Regions from separate parts of the Cyprinus carpio genome. Here region 1 is linked to region 2. The links are chromatin contacts, called in public Hi-C maps. All regions are on one chromosome and are shown on one strand. The core of a region is the stretch at or near the end of the contact, and the rest is flanking DNA. Distances in the headings are between cores, read along the strand shown.

What was found. Hi-C and Micro-C count contacts between places; a contact is called where the count stands out from the background.
Region 1: a Hi-C map of liver shows a contact between it and region 2, with 4 times the contacts expected there. The contact joins the promoter of LOC109063508 here to the promoter of LOC109069801 in region 2. A contact is called at or near these places in 2 of 8 Hi-C or Micro-C datasets (liver and skeletal muscle).

Annotation. Positions count from the first base shown.
Region 1 is chrB25:8,762,730-8,769,167 of ASM1834038v1, forward strand. It overlaps LOC109063508 (kelch-like protein 25), which reads right to left and starts at 3,419. Exons shown (of 3, transcript XM_042752617.1): 1 at 3,300-3,419.
Region 2 is chrB25:8,619,375-8,626,358 of ASM1834038v1, forward strand. LOC109069801 (A-kinase anchor protein 13-like) reads left to right here and starts at 3,759. Exons shown (of 41, transcript XM_042752714.1): 1 at 3,759-4,181.

The sequences.
Region 1 (6,438 bases), core at 2,169-4,668, 140 kb after region 2:
GTTGATTAACATTAAGTTATACTGCAATCAACAGCATGAAAAACAAAATGTTTTTTTCAAATTTTAAGAATGAAAATGAGAAGATGCCAATTTCTGCACTTGTTTTATGGTGCAAAAAACGCAATTGGAAAAGCAAAGAAAATGGTATGCAGTTACCCTACAAAAATCATTTCAATGTAAATTATATTAATCAAAATGAATAAAGATCACAAGACTGAAGGGAAATAATTGATTTACTGCATCACTTTTTTGTTTCATGCAGCTCTACAACAAAAACAAAAAACCTGATATTTCAACATTTAATTTGTTGGGTTTAAAGGCTGTGGCAGGTAATTAAAGGTTTAAATGTACAATGCACAGGTTGTATGGCTTGATATTAATGAAATTTCAGGATTTCCCTGATTGGCTTGCAGCTCATGATTTGGTGAAATCCAGACAGTTTTGCTCGTTCTATCTGGTGTTTGAGAACTAAAGTTTCAAGAGCAAAGGTTCAATGTTACAAGTGACTCATTGTGTGAGTAAATGTGCTTGCATGTAAACTGGATCCTTTAACTGAAACAATTTGAGGTTGTGACGAGAGAGGGGTGCAAGCATGCACAAATATCGGCGGGGTCTTTATGGATCACACTCTCGGGATGACATGAATCACAATGCAATAGTTTGACCACAAAGGATGCAAGGTCACAGCTATCCGTGCAGAAAGCTATGCAGGGGGATAAGGGCAGCTGGGAGGCTGGTATTGGAGGGGTTGGATGCAGGGCTGTTGATGGGTGAACAAGAGAAAAGGGAGCAAGCAGGTGTCTAAAACCACTTACAGCGGCAAAAACTGCTGACCCACGCACAGGCACTGACAGTGAGGAACTGAGGAGGGGGCTGCATTGGTCCCAAAAAGCGTCCCAACAGGCCAGGCCGAAAGAGTCCTTTATGGGGCCAGGGGAACAGAAAATGCAAGAGAGATATTTTTGTCCACATACAGTACAAGAAGAAAACTTCTCCAGTCATTTCTTGCAAGATACAGCTTTGTGACAATTTCTCAAATGTACAATTCCAACAGTGGACTTTTACAGGTTTGTGGCTGAATGAAAAGGAGAGAGCTGAAAGCTCACAGCTTGATGAAACTGCCTTGGAGTTCCTACATGGTTCATCCCATCATCCATGGTAACCATCACTCAACAACAGCATGAGCCATGCCAAAGTTGCTGAATCATTCAATGCGAACAAACTAACTACCTATCCATGCGGATATTCTCACCAGCATGAATGACACCTTTTAATTGCAACGCCACTGAGAGGCTGAGGAACAAAGGTCTTTATTTCTTTGAATGTTCTTCCTGTGTAAACATCTAGACTCCACTGACTAAATAGCCTTTCCAGGTTCTTTTCACTAAGGATGTTGGTATTCCAGAGCTGTATTTCAGTTAGGCAACAGCAATGGAAGGTGGGAGGTGCTTTTTGTGTGTTTGCGGAAAGTCAAAAGCTGGCAACCTCGCTGATTTGAAAAAGCTCAATGAATCACCGGCCTGCATGAAGTCCATCATCTGGACTAAGTACTTCTATCAGCACTCAGGCTAAAACATATTTTACACAAGTACGTGAATGCAGACATTTCTCGCTGCGCAAGCTCTATTTCATGCACCACTGCTTTCCGAAATGTCGTAATACACAGTCCATTCTCAGTGAGCTGGCATGTGGAGCGCTATAGCAAATGTATTTTGGCTTGAAAAAAAAAAAAAAAAAAAAAAAAAAACGCAAAAATTGTACCTTTAGGGGTACAACAACTTGTCAATGAGGCAGTACCCCAAATGGACAACTTTGAATTGACCCTTTTTTTTTCAGGGAATGCTATATTCATTTAAAATATCCTTGCTGAACACTTCACTAAATAGTTACTACAGACAGTACTCGCTGCCATTGTTACAGAAAGTTATAGTAGTGTGGCCAAACTGGCCATATTTTGGCTGAAATGAAGAAGAAAAAAACTTTAGTGAAAGCATGCTAAACCTTCCTATGTTTCGTTCCTTATTTATTATTACAACATAAAGCAGCTTTTTTCAACCCTGCAAGGATGCCCAAAACTGCACATCTGGACATCTCCCTTATTTGACACCCATTTCAGGACATGGAGCCCCCTATAAATGAGCTGACAAGTTAAACCAGGTGTTAAACATCCAAAATGTTACAGGAACAAAATGGAGAACAATTGGTAGTATAACGTACCAGGTGAGTAATTAAGGCAAATATAATTGTAATGGTAGGGTCATGAAACCTTTGCAAAAGTATGCAACAGCCAATATGCGGTTAGACAGGCGTTTGTTTACTTGAACTGTGACCAATGCAGAAATAACTGGAATGAACTTCAAATTGTACATGAACCCTGAGGCCATTGATACATTCAGACGCAATGTCCTGACTTTTATATCGAATAAACACAGTTTTAATTGTACAAATCATCACTAGGAGCAGGTGTTCTGTGGCTCGGGCTGGGCTGGGCAAAAAAGCAACAAATACAATATTCTGTCCATCGTTCCTTTAGTTAATCCCTCGTCTCAATACACTATGAAAAGTGGTTGTATGTTAACAAGTGTAGCCAATATGGAATAAAAAAAACAACTGATAAGCAATAAGATTGGCAAGTTCGTAGTAAACGGCGACTATTTTCTGCGCCACGGGACTTCAGAAATGCGCACCAACTACAGCTAGTTAGCCAGCTCGCTAGTGAGCTAAACAATGTAAAGAGACACCTGATTAAATGGATAACTTACACTGAGGTAAAATGTAATTGTAAAATTAAAAGTAACCACAGTAACATCTCAAAAATGACAGATTTATCTGCGCTTATGTTTACGGCGACCGCTCAGTAACGACACTGTGAATGAGAAGAGCTAATGCTGTTAGCGGAGAGTTGTAACTCAGTGTATTGACATGCAGAAGAAAGCCTGACAAACTCCTGGCGATTAGAGACACGTAAAGACGCTGCTCTCCCTGTAAGCGATCATTATCTTCCGATTTACACCCATTTCTCCTTCTGGAAGAAGCAAGAGGTAGTCACCAATCCCTATCCAGCTCACATCTAATCCTGACTGAGTGTATTGGCTTTTCCAGCCCTGCCAAAAACAGGAAGAACAGTGCAGATGTTGGTTAGAGTGTTAATCAGCTGAAGCTTTTTTTTTTTTTTTTTTTGCTCATATACAAGACTATTTTTAGAAAGACATGGCATACTTACAGTATTCTGGGCGCTAGTGAGAAATCCTGATGTTGTGCAGTTTAGAAATTAGGGAAAAAATCATAGTTTTGTTCACCTCTTGTCTGGTTACTTGGCTGTGTTACTTTGTTCACATTCCAGTCCTCACTAATGAAAAACTGTGGAGTCTCCTGAGGTAATATCCAAAAGCAGGGGAATCGGTTGATTGGCGTGCCGTCGACCAATCACGCACTGAGAATTTATGCAAATATAAATTGTAGCCATTAGGAACCTTCCAACCTGAAAGCCTGCGCTGTTTTCAGTACAAAGCAACCAATGGCGCAATAGTGGGAGGAGTGTCGCGGAAGGCGACGACAGCGCGTCACAACAATTAGCAGGGAAGTATTATGACTTTTTGTGCACATATACGCTTTTTAAGATTGCTACAAAGATCGATCTTCACCCACATTAGCAGTATTTTGGCAAATATGTAATTGCTTTTGAATAATAGCCATTATTTTTTAATAGAATTAAAAAAGACCGTATTTTATTCTTATAATTGAATTAGCGCACCGTTGTTTGTTCATAAGGCAATGGGTTAGTGCAATCTATAGTTCTATCCTTTTCCAGCTATTTTTATTTTATGTGTGTGAATGTAACAATTGAGAATGTTTTAAATGCAATGCTTTTAGCTCCATCTAGTGGAATCGTTCTATTCATGGCTATTATAAAGCACAATATAAACCTTGAACTGTTTACCTATCTGATCATAGATGTAGACCCATGTTCTAATGCAAACTCAATGTTTGATGGACCCTGCTGAAGTGAACGCATATAATATCTATACTGAGTGCATTAAGTACTGTTAATGTTTACGCTGAAGTGTTCTTCAGGCCACAGCCTACTTGAAGATCTTGTTTTATGTGTTAACTAGAGCAAGAGTTTTGAAGGTTTTTTGGAATAAAATGATCATTGTGAGGGGATCGTTTGTGCTTCAAAAATTGTAAAGTCATATTTTAATTCATGAAAACCACAATCATGCCAAGTGTGATACTTTAACATGTTATTTCCAATATTAAATAACTGACTTTTGTATTGTAACTGTTAGAAAGCCTGAATGGTTTTAAATAACTCTGAAATGTATTAAAATGTTTAAAGATATTTAAATTAACATGTAAACATGTTTAAAGATATTTAAATTAACATGGTCTATCTATCTATCTATCTATCTATCTATCTATCTATCTATCTATCTATCTATCTATCTATCATCATAAATTCTTAAATTGTGCATCTTGTGGACTGAGGGTCTGTGAATTTGAAAACCGCTGAGCAAGATAGATTCCACAAGAAAATGCCTTATTTATTTATTTAACTTTAATGTCTCGCTTGTAATATACTTCAGATTGTTTCTTTTTTTTTTGTGCAATATTAGGTTAATTCATTAACATCAATATTTTAGGTTAAACTGTTATATTTTATATTTATATTATTAATTTAGTTTTCTTTAGAAATATTGGTTTATTATCACTCATCATGAGTCTTTAGTTGCTATCTGATTTTTATTCCACAGTTTGTGTTAATGGTCTCTCTGCAAATGATAACTCTCTGGCATTTCATCTCTGGGTTCATCACTTGAGCCTGTGAATTTTCTAGTCTGTCCCTGTGTTGCTGAACCATGTGTAATACGATCAAGTTCACTTCGATTTGAGTCTGAATGCATTTTCTGGGCCAGTGCATTGAGACCACTGCCTTGTCCTTGGCTTAGCTAAAGAGATGGTTGAATTTCATTGGTGGCCATAATTAACTATGTTCCATCTGCAAAATTACCAAGGGAGTATCCTCTATTAGTTGTCTAAATCTAATCCGGGACCAAAGGCTCTTTAAGTGTAGAGAAATGTGCTGATCTTTACTGCGTTAATTCATGCAAGACAGGCAGAGTTTTGACCGCATATGCTGCGGTCATTAGGAGTCAGATCATGAAATTGTAGTACTATAATAAAGCCACAGACTTACTGCAGTGCTTACAGCAGCTTTTGCTGGGGTAAAAAAAGGTTTAGGACTTAAAAGGCACGCAATGTGAGACATATCTAATTTTAAATGTTGAATAAGTGCCATATAAACCAGACAGGGTAAGCCAGGTGCCAAAAGAGAGGATTATATAGATTAAATAATATTTGTACATGTCAAGTCAGATTTATTTGTGTAGCGCTTTTCACATTTCAGAGCTGTTTTACAAAAAAATTTTAATGTTTATAATATGTTAACGTTTATCTGCATGTGTGCAGTTTTACTTTTATATTACATTTTTGTCAATCTATATAGTTATATCTGTCTGTTTATCTGGCTGCTAAATATAAAAACCTTCAAAAGCATTCAGAACTGATAAATCTCAATTTTTGTTAAAAGATGGATCATCTTCATAGGGATTACATTTCATGCGGCTTCCACTTGATGAATGACCCTGATGAAAAGATGGTAATGTCCCTCATCATTTTAATCTTTATGCACCACAGATATGCAGCTGGCCACTAAGAGGGCCACAGGAGAACCCATGGGTTATCCTGACATGACAAATGCCCCCTAAAATAGCAAGGCCATAATCCTAATGATATTTGAAGATCACTGTAAACTTTCCAACAGTGCTTGGTTTTATGTAAATTGCACTACCCATGGTGCACTTGTTGCCAAACAATAAAATTTGACCCACATGACGTACCACTGACGCTCTGAATTTCGAATGATATGTTCTCGCCGTGGAACAGTTTGTAGAGAGGTTTCTATGCAACAGAGGTTAAGTGTGCTTGGTCGTAACCCCTGATCTGATTGAAGGCCAGTTTATTTCATTCTAGCCAGGTTCTCTTTGCAAAAACGCAAGCTGAACATGGAAGACACACGGGAAGAAACGTCTGGACCTGAGGCCCCTGCACAGGTCACCCAACCGTGGACGTTTTCCAAGTCATCTTTGATAAGAAAGCTGAGACAGCACTTAATCAGTTGTAAGTATATTATTATTATTATTATTAATAGTCTTTCATGCAATATAAGAGTGAGAATTCATTTAATTATTTTTTGTTTTTGGTATTTATGCATTAATCTATATGCAATTATTTACGCATTTATCTATATGCATTTATTTATGTATTTATTTATGTATACGCATTCATTTATGTATTTATCTATCTATATGCATTTCTTTATCTATATCCATTTTTTACGCATTTATTTATGTATATGCATTTATTAGGCATTTATTT
Region 2 (6,984 bases), core at 2,509-5,008:
CTCTGCACTGGCTACCTATTAAGTTCCGTATCAGTTACAAAATATTATTACATACCTACAAGGCCCTTAATGGTTTAGCTCCTGTGTAACTAAGTAATCTTCTACAACACTACAATCCATCACGCTCCCTAAGGTTGGAAAACTCTGGACTTTTGGTAGTACCTAGGATAGCAAAGTCCCTTAAAGGAGGTAGAGCTTTTTGCATTTGGCTCCCAAACTCTGGAATAGCCTTCCTGATAACGTTCTGGGTTCAGACACAGTCTCTCTGTTTAAATCTAGATTAAAAAACACATCTCTTTGGCCAAGAATTCAAACAATGCATCTCATAATCTTGTACTGCAGTTATATCTGATCAAATCCTCATTATTATTCCTTAGCTTGGATTGAACAAATCATTTTTGCTTGGTTGTAACAGCAGCTACACTAATAATGTTTCTTATCTGTTTCTCTGTTTCTGCCATGGGATTGACATCCCTTAGTAACTAGGAATTACATAAGCTTCAGTCTGGATCCAGCCCTTATAAAGACCTGAGATGACCGAACACCTGAGAAGAGATGATGCCAACCCTGCAGAGGACCTCAGATGATGCCAACCTTGAAACAACATAAACTACCCAATTTTGCTACAAGTTTGATTGCAACATATAATCATTACTGTTAATAGTGTTCATTGTCTGTTTGATTATGTCTTTAATTGATTTTTCCAAACGTTTCTGCCATATGTACATGAATTTGACATTTGTCACCACTGATGACTAAATATATTGTAGAAAGTTAATTTTCTGTAAAGCTGCTTTGCAACTATTTGTATAGTGAAAAGCGCTTTATAAAAAAACTTGAATTGAACTGAAAAACAATATTTGGATACAGCAATAGTAATACTGAAGTCCTCAGAGGTCATTTTCACTAATATCCATAACTGAGGCGTAAGATAGAAGCAGTTGTGTTGATTGCTGGTTTCAGTTAGCTAAAAAAGCGTTACCATGTGGACGACAAATATTAAGAAACATCGGACTTCTGACTATAATTGATCAGAATCTAGCATTTTATGTGGAATTCATGAATATTTGTCTTCTTTATGAACATTTGCCTTACTAAGTGCTATAGCAGCTATAACCACCATTTACATTTATTAAAGCATCTCAAAAATGACTTTGTCTTAATGTTATTCTAAATAATTGTTTAAGCTAAAAGAAAGTATATAAATTCTGAAAAATATATTGTTTTTCTACCATCTTGGCAATACCTGAAATTCACAAACATGTCATATTGTGAGTCTGTGCTGGACAGTGAGTTGCCGAGATCAGTGTGTTCTGGAGCAGCCCAGCATGATAGGAACCGGAGCCAGTGTTCCTCGTGCGCTCTTATTTATTTAACCCAAGACAAACCCTAGAGAGAGAGCGAGAGAGAGAGAGAGACAGACAGACAGAGAGAGAGAGAGAGAGAGAGAGAGAGAGAGAGAGAGATAAAGACAGTAAGAGAAATAATGAAGGAGTCTCAATTCATTCAGAACCCAAAGAAAGCACCACAGCCCTTGATAGACAACAGACACGTGGTAGCAGTGAAACCAGAGGAGACTCTTGGGCCTTTTCTCCATCTTTCATCTTGGCTGCAGCACTGAGAGAAAATAAGTGCAAAGTAATAGAGGGGAATCAGTGGATCTATACAGTTAAAAGAATGCCTATACACTGGAATTGCAGTAGATGGTTTTGGTATACAGAATGTTTATTTTGACAGACAGACAGACAGACTGTCCGACCGATATAGAAAAAACATAGAAATACTGACAGATAGACAGAAAGAAATACATATTAACAAAGACAGAGGGACGGACAGATGGACGAACAGATATATAGATAGATAGATAGATAGATAGATAGATAGATACAGACAGACAGACAGACAGTTAGATAGATAGATAGATAGATAGATATAATACAGACAGACAGTAGGATAGATAGAGATAGGATAGATAGATAGATAGATAGATAGATAGATAGATAGGACAGACAGATAGATAGACAGATAGAAATAGATACAGATAGATAGATAGATAGATAGATAGGATAGAGTTAGACAGATAGATAATAGATACAGACTAGATAGATAGATAGATAGATAGATAGATAGATAGATAAAAATAGATAGATAAGATAGATAGATAGATAGATAGATAGATAGATAGATAGATAGATAGATAGATAGATAGATAGATAGATAGATAGATAGATAGATAGACAGACAGAAATACAGACTGACAGAAAGACAGATAGATAGATAGAGAGATAGATAGATAGATAGATAGATAGATAGATAGACAGACAGACAGACAGACAGACAGAGAAAATACAGAACAGACAGACAGACAGACAGACAGACAGACAGACAGACAGACTGACAGAAATACAGAGACAGACAGACAAATACATAGAAAGACAGACAGACAGACAGACAGACAGACAGACAGACAGACATAGACAGAAATACAGACTGACAGAAATACAGAGACAGACAGACAATAGGTATAAAAAAAAGTGAAGATATATAGACAGAAATAGATATAGATAGATAGACAGAAAGAAATTAGGTAGGCAGAAGGAAATACAACAGACAGACAGATAGACAGACAGACAGACAGACAGATAGACAGACAGTGATAGTTATAGAAAAGCAAAGACAGAAAAACAGACAGACATAGAAAGATAGAAAACATATATAGACAGACAGACAGACATAGTTACAGAAATACAGACTGACAGAAAGACAGTGATAGGTATAAAAAAAAGTGAAGACAGAAATACAGACAGACATAGAAATACATAGATATAGGTATAAGTGAAGGTGGAGATAGAAATTACCAGATAGATAGATAGACAGACAGACAGACAGACAGACAGACAGACAGAGAAATACATAGAAAGACAGACAGACATAGACAGAAATACAGACTGACAGAAAGACAGTGATAGGTATAAAAAAAAGTGAAGACAGAAATACAGACGAGAAAATACAGAATAGACTTGTTTTTCACATAGAACAGACAGACAGACGGTAGACAGACAGACAGACATAGATAGACAGATAGACAGACAGACAGTACAGAAATAGTTTAGATAGACAGATAGAAAGCAGAAGATAAAAGACAGTGAAGTTATAGAAAAAGACAGACAGAAGAAGAAAAGCAAAGACAGAAAAACAGACAGACATAGAAATACATAGAAAGACAGACAGACAGACAGACAGACAGACAGTGATAGTTATAGAAAAGCAAAGACTGAAAAACAGACAGACAAAGAAATACATAGAAATGAATGGAAGACAGACAGTGATAGGTATAGAAAAGCAAACACAGAAATACAGACAGAGATAGAAATGCATATTTACACGGACAGACAGACGAACAGAAATACGAATTGATCCCAGTTGTAATATTTAGACTGTCCACACGAGGTCAGTCATATTCATTTTATAACTTCATTGGGCATTGGATATGTTTCAATATGAAACCTAAGACAAAAATCTAAATTGGCAGCGTGGCTTCTTATACAGTCATCGCTTAAAAGTATCCATTAATCAAACAAATAAAAGCATTTAAATGACATAGACCTACACTACAGCCTAAACAACAACTATAGTCATATAATCTAAATAAAACCCTAATATAAGTATTCATGCACGTTAACACCTCGTTCAAGAGCAAGAAATGAGTAAACATTCACGAGTCCTATTCAAGCTCGAATGAATAAACAGTCAAGCATGCGACATTCAGGGCCAGAGAGACACCTCACTGCTCCCACTAACTGCTGCTGGTCCCGCCCTGTGAGACACGCGGACTAGAAGAATAGAAGTTGCTACAGTGTTACAAGTGATCTGTGTCTCTCCATTCTGAGACCGTTTTACATTCGTCAAAACCCGCAGCGCAGAATAAAAGTTCCAGCATCGTAACAAGCGTTTGTTTTGGTACATTTTAGAACGCTTTTACTCCAGTCAGACGCCGTAGCGCAACATTATAACAAAGTAGTTTGTCTCGCGACGTTCATTGGAATAGAAGGACAGCTCAACGTGTTTGCGGTAACCAGCCAAACAGTCCCAAGCAGACAACGTTGGATGGTGTTTTGTGAGCGTTTAAAGGGAATGAGAGTGAACGAGGGAAGCAAGCTTTGAGCACTGCAGCGTTCGAGGTAAGATAAGACAACCTCGAATTTCCTACAAGAATTGCCGTGAAGTCATTGTGAGGATTTCGGCAGATTATGTTTTAGATGTTTTATTTGTGTCGTAATAACTTCTTAACTGCAGCAGGATATTAACCCCTGCTGGTAGACCCACACATAACTGTGTGGAACATGGTTTCTAGTGGATCCGAGCTGGCCTTTAACTGGATCCCGCATGTCACATTTATTTATAACACTTTTATTTAGAATTTAGGGGAAAAGGGTGTAGATGCTTAACAAGTATTATTGTATATAATAATAAAAATTTAAAAAATGTTGTTGTAAATGAAATTATAAATAATTCTGTGTTTATATTTCTAGAAGTCAGTATATTCTTCTTATGGCAGTAAATAGCTAAAACATTACATTTCGTCACAATAGCCACACTGTATACAATATTTTTTTATTATTATTCAAATCATTGTACTGAATGTAAATTCAGTTATTGTCTAGTCTACCAACTACCATGTCCCAAAAACTAGCTTGACCATCTTAAGATGGTATGACCAGCTGGTGGTTTCAGAACAACTAGAAAACTATCATGTTCCAAAACACATGGATCCGCTTTCAGACAGGGACATTTATAATTTAATTGCATAATTTAATTATATTTATGTTTATATTACAATTATTTTATTTCATGTTTAATTGTTCAGTTGTTTATGTGAACTATTTTTTGTATTTTTGTTTTGTTTACTTTTTCCTTTAATCGGTTACCTTATTTTCTCTCATTTCTGATCTTGAAAGAAAGATGGTTTATAATTAGACTAAAAAACTAGTTAAAACTGTTTGGATTATACACTATTTGGTGACAGGTGTGTTTTAGACAAACATGCCTTTGATGTTGATCAGAACTCACCTCAGCAGAGTGTTTATATCAATAGCCCGGTTTGAACCCCTGCTGTTATTCTAATCATTCTGTGGCCTGATATAGAAGGTGTTCACATTTAACCTGAACCTTTCCTCTTCAAAGCTGTAAAATTTAAAGAATTTATCTCATCAGGTTACGTGACTCATCAGATTAGCCTGTGAAAATGACAGAATCAAAGACAAAGGCCGAGTTGACTGTTAGTAAACATAAGATTGTGCCTTGCACTTTGTTATTAGAAATATGTTTTTTTTTGTGTGTGTGTTCCCAGACTACACAGTCCTAGATTGTTGTTCTTTTGTCTAGAAGCTTTGGAATTCCCAGGATGTGTTTTGTATTTGGTTGTCTGTCGTTCCTGGCATCTATTATTCATTTAAGCTCTGGTTCTCAATTGGTTTTACTTGTAGGACTTGTATTGAACATCAAGAACTAACATAGATTATTGCAAAAAGGTTAACAAAAAATCCTTAACATTTAAGTTTTATTTTATATTAACATGAAATACAAGCTTATTTATTTGCTCTCCTAGCTATGCATGATAGTTTTGTTTTATTATTTTCATTTAGCCTTTTCCGTGACTCACCAGTTGAGAACTGATTTAAAAGTTTCTGTATGTTGCGCTTTTGCTCCTTTTGGAATTGCTTATGGAAATCTTGCTTTTGCTGGCCAGATCTAAAATCTAATAACCTTGCAGATTTTTTAATTTCCTCAGTACTCTCAGGGTATTTGCCACCTTAATGAGCCACACATGAAAACTGGAATACAGAAATAATAATGGAAGTCCGAGTTTTTATTGTTAATCCAAATTCCGGGCCTGTTCCTTTCTCGAAATGCAGTTGTCAAACAGTGAAAGTGTCCGCTAGCGATTATGGAGATGAAACCACTGCCAGAAGAAATCCAAGAGGGTTCATCTGTATCTCATTACAGAGAATGCAGTTTTAGCTTCTTTCTGGTAGATGTTTTCTGTCGAGATCAGTACTGAGTTGACTGATTGGAATTCTTGGGGGATTGATCATTTAGGAAAGATTGCACCGCAGCATCACTTATAATCTAATCTATATTGGTGGTCATCATTGACCAAAAAAGGCATGATTAGCTTAGTTTTGCAGCATGGTTCCAACTTGGCTCTTTTTTCTTTTTTTTTTAAGTCTGCTATGTGCATGGCAGGATATAAGCTTTGTTTTGAAGTTAATTTTTACTCATTTTCAGATTCTGCATGTAAGAACTGAATATTTTAAGAGCTTCTAGCAGCTCTTACTGTACTTTGCCCTCCAGTCAGCAGTGGCCTATGGAATGACATACATTATCCGCACTTGTATGTTGTTGCAGCTGCTTATGCTATTTACTCTATGCTCAAAAGTTTAGTGTAATTTTGTGTGTGTGTGTTTGAAGGAAGTCTCTTATGCTCACCAAGGCATTGTTTATTTGAATAAACAGTAAAAACAGTAACATTGTAAAATCGTATTACAATTTTCTTTTTGAATATGTAATTTAAAAAAGTTATTCCTGTGATGGCAAAGCTAAATTTTCAGCATCATTATTCCGGTCTTCAGTGTCACATGATCCTTCCGAAATCATACTAATATGCTGATTTGGTGTGCAAGAAGAACCACTTCTTCTTATTATTTATGGTGAAAATGGTTGTGCTGTTTTTTCAGGATTCTTTGATGAATAGAAAGTTCAAACGAGCAACGTTTATTTATTCATTCACTTTGGATCAATTTAATGCATCCTTGCTGAATAAAAGTATTAATTACTTAAAATCCTGTTGACCCCAAACTTTTGAACGGTCGTGTGAAGGAATATTACATGTTCAATATAAGTTAAGTTCTATCTACAGCATCTAGCCTATGCCATTTTGATGTTAATCACCACAGAAAATAGTTTCAACCCTTCCCCTCAGGT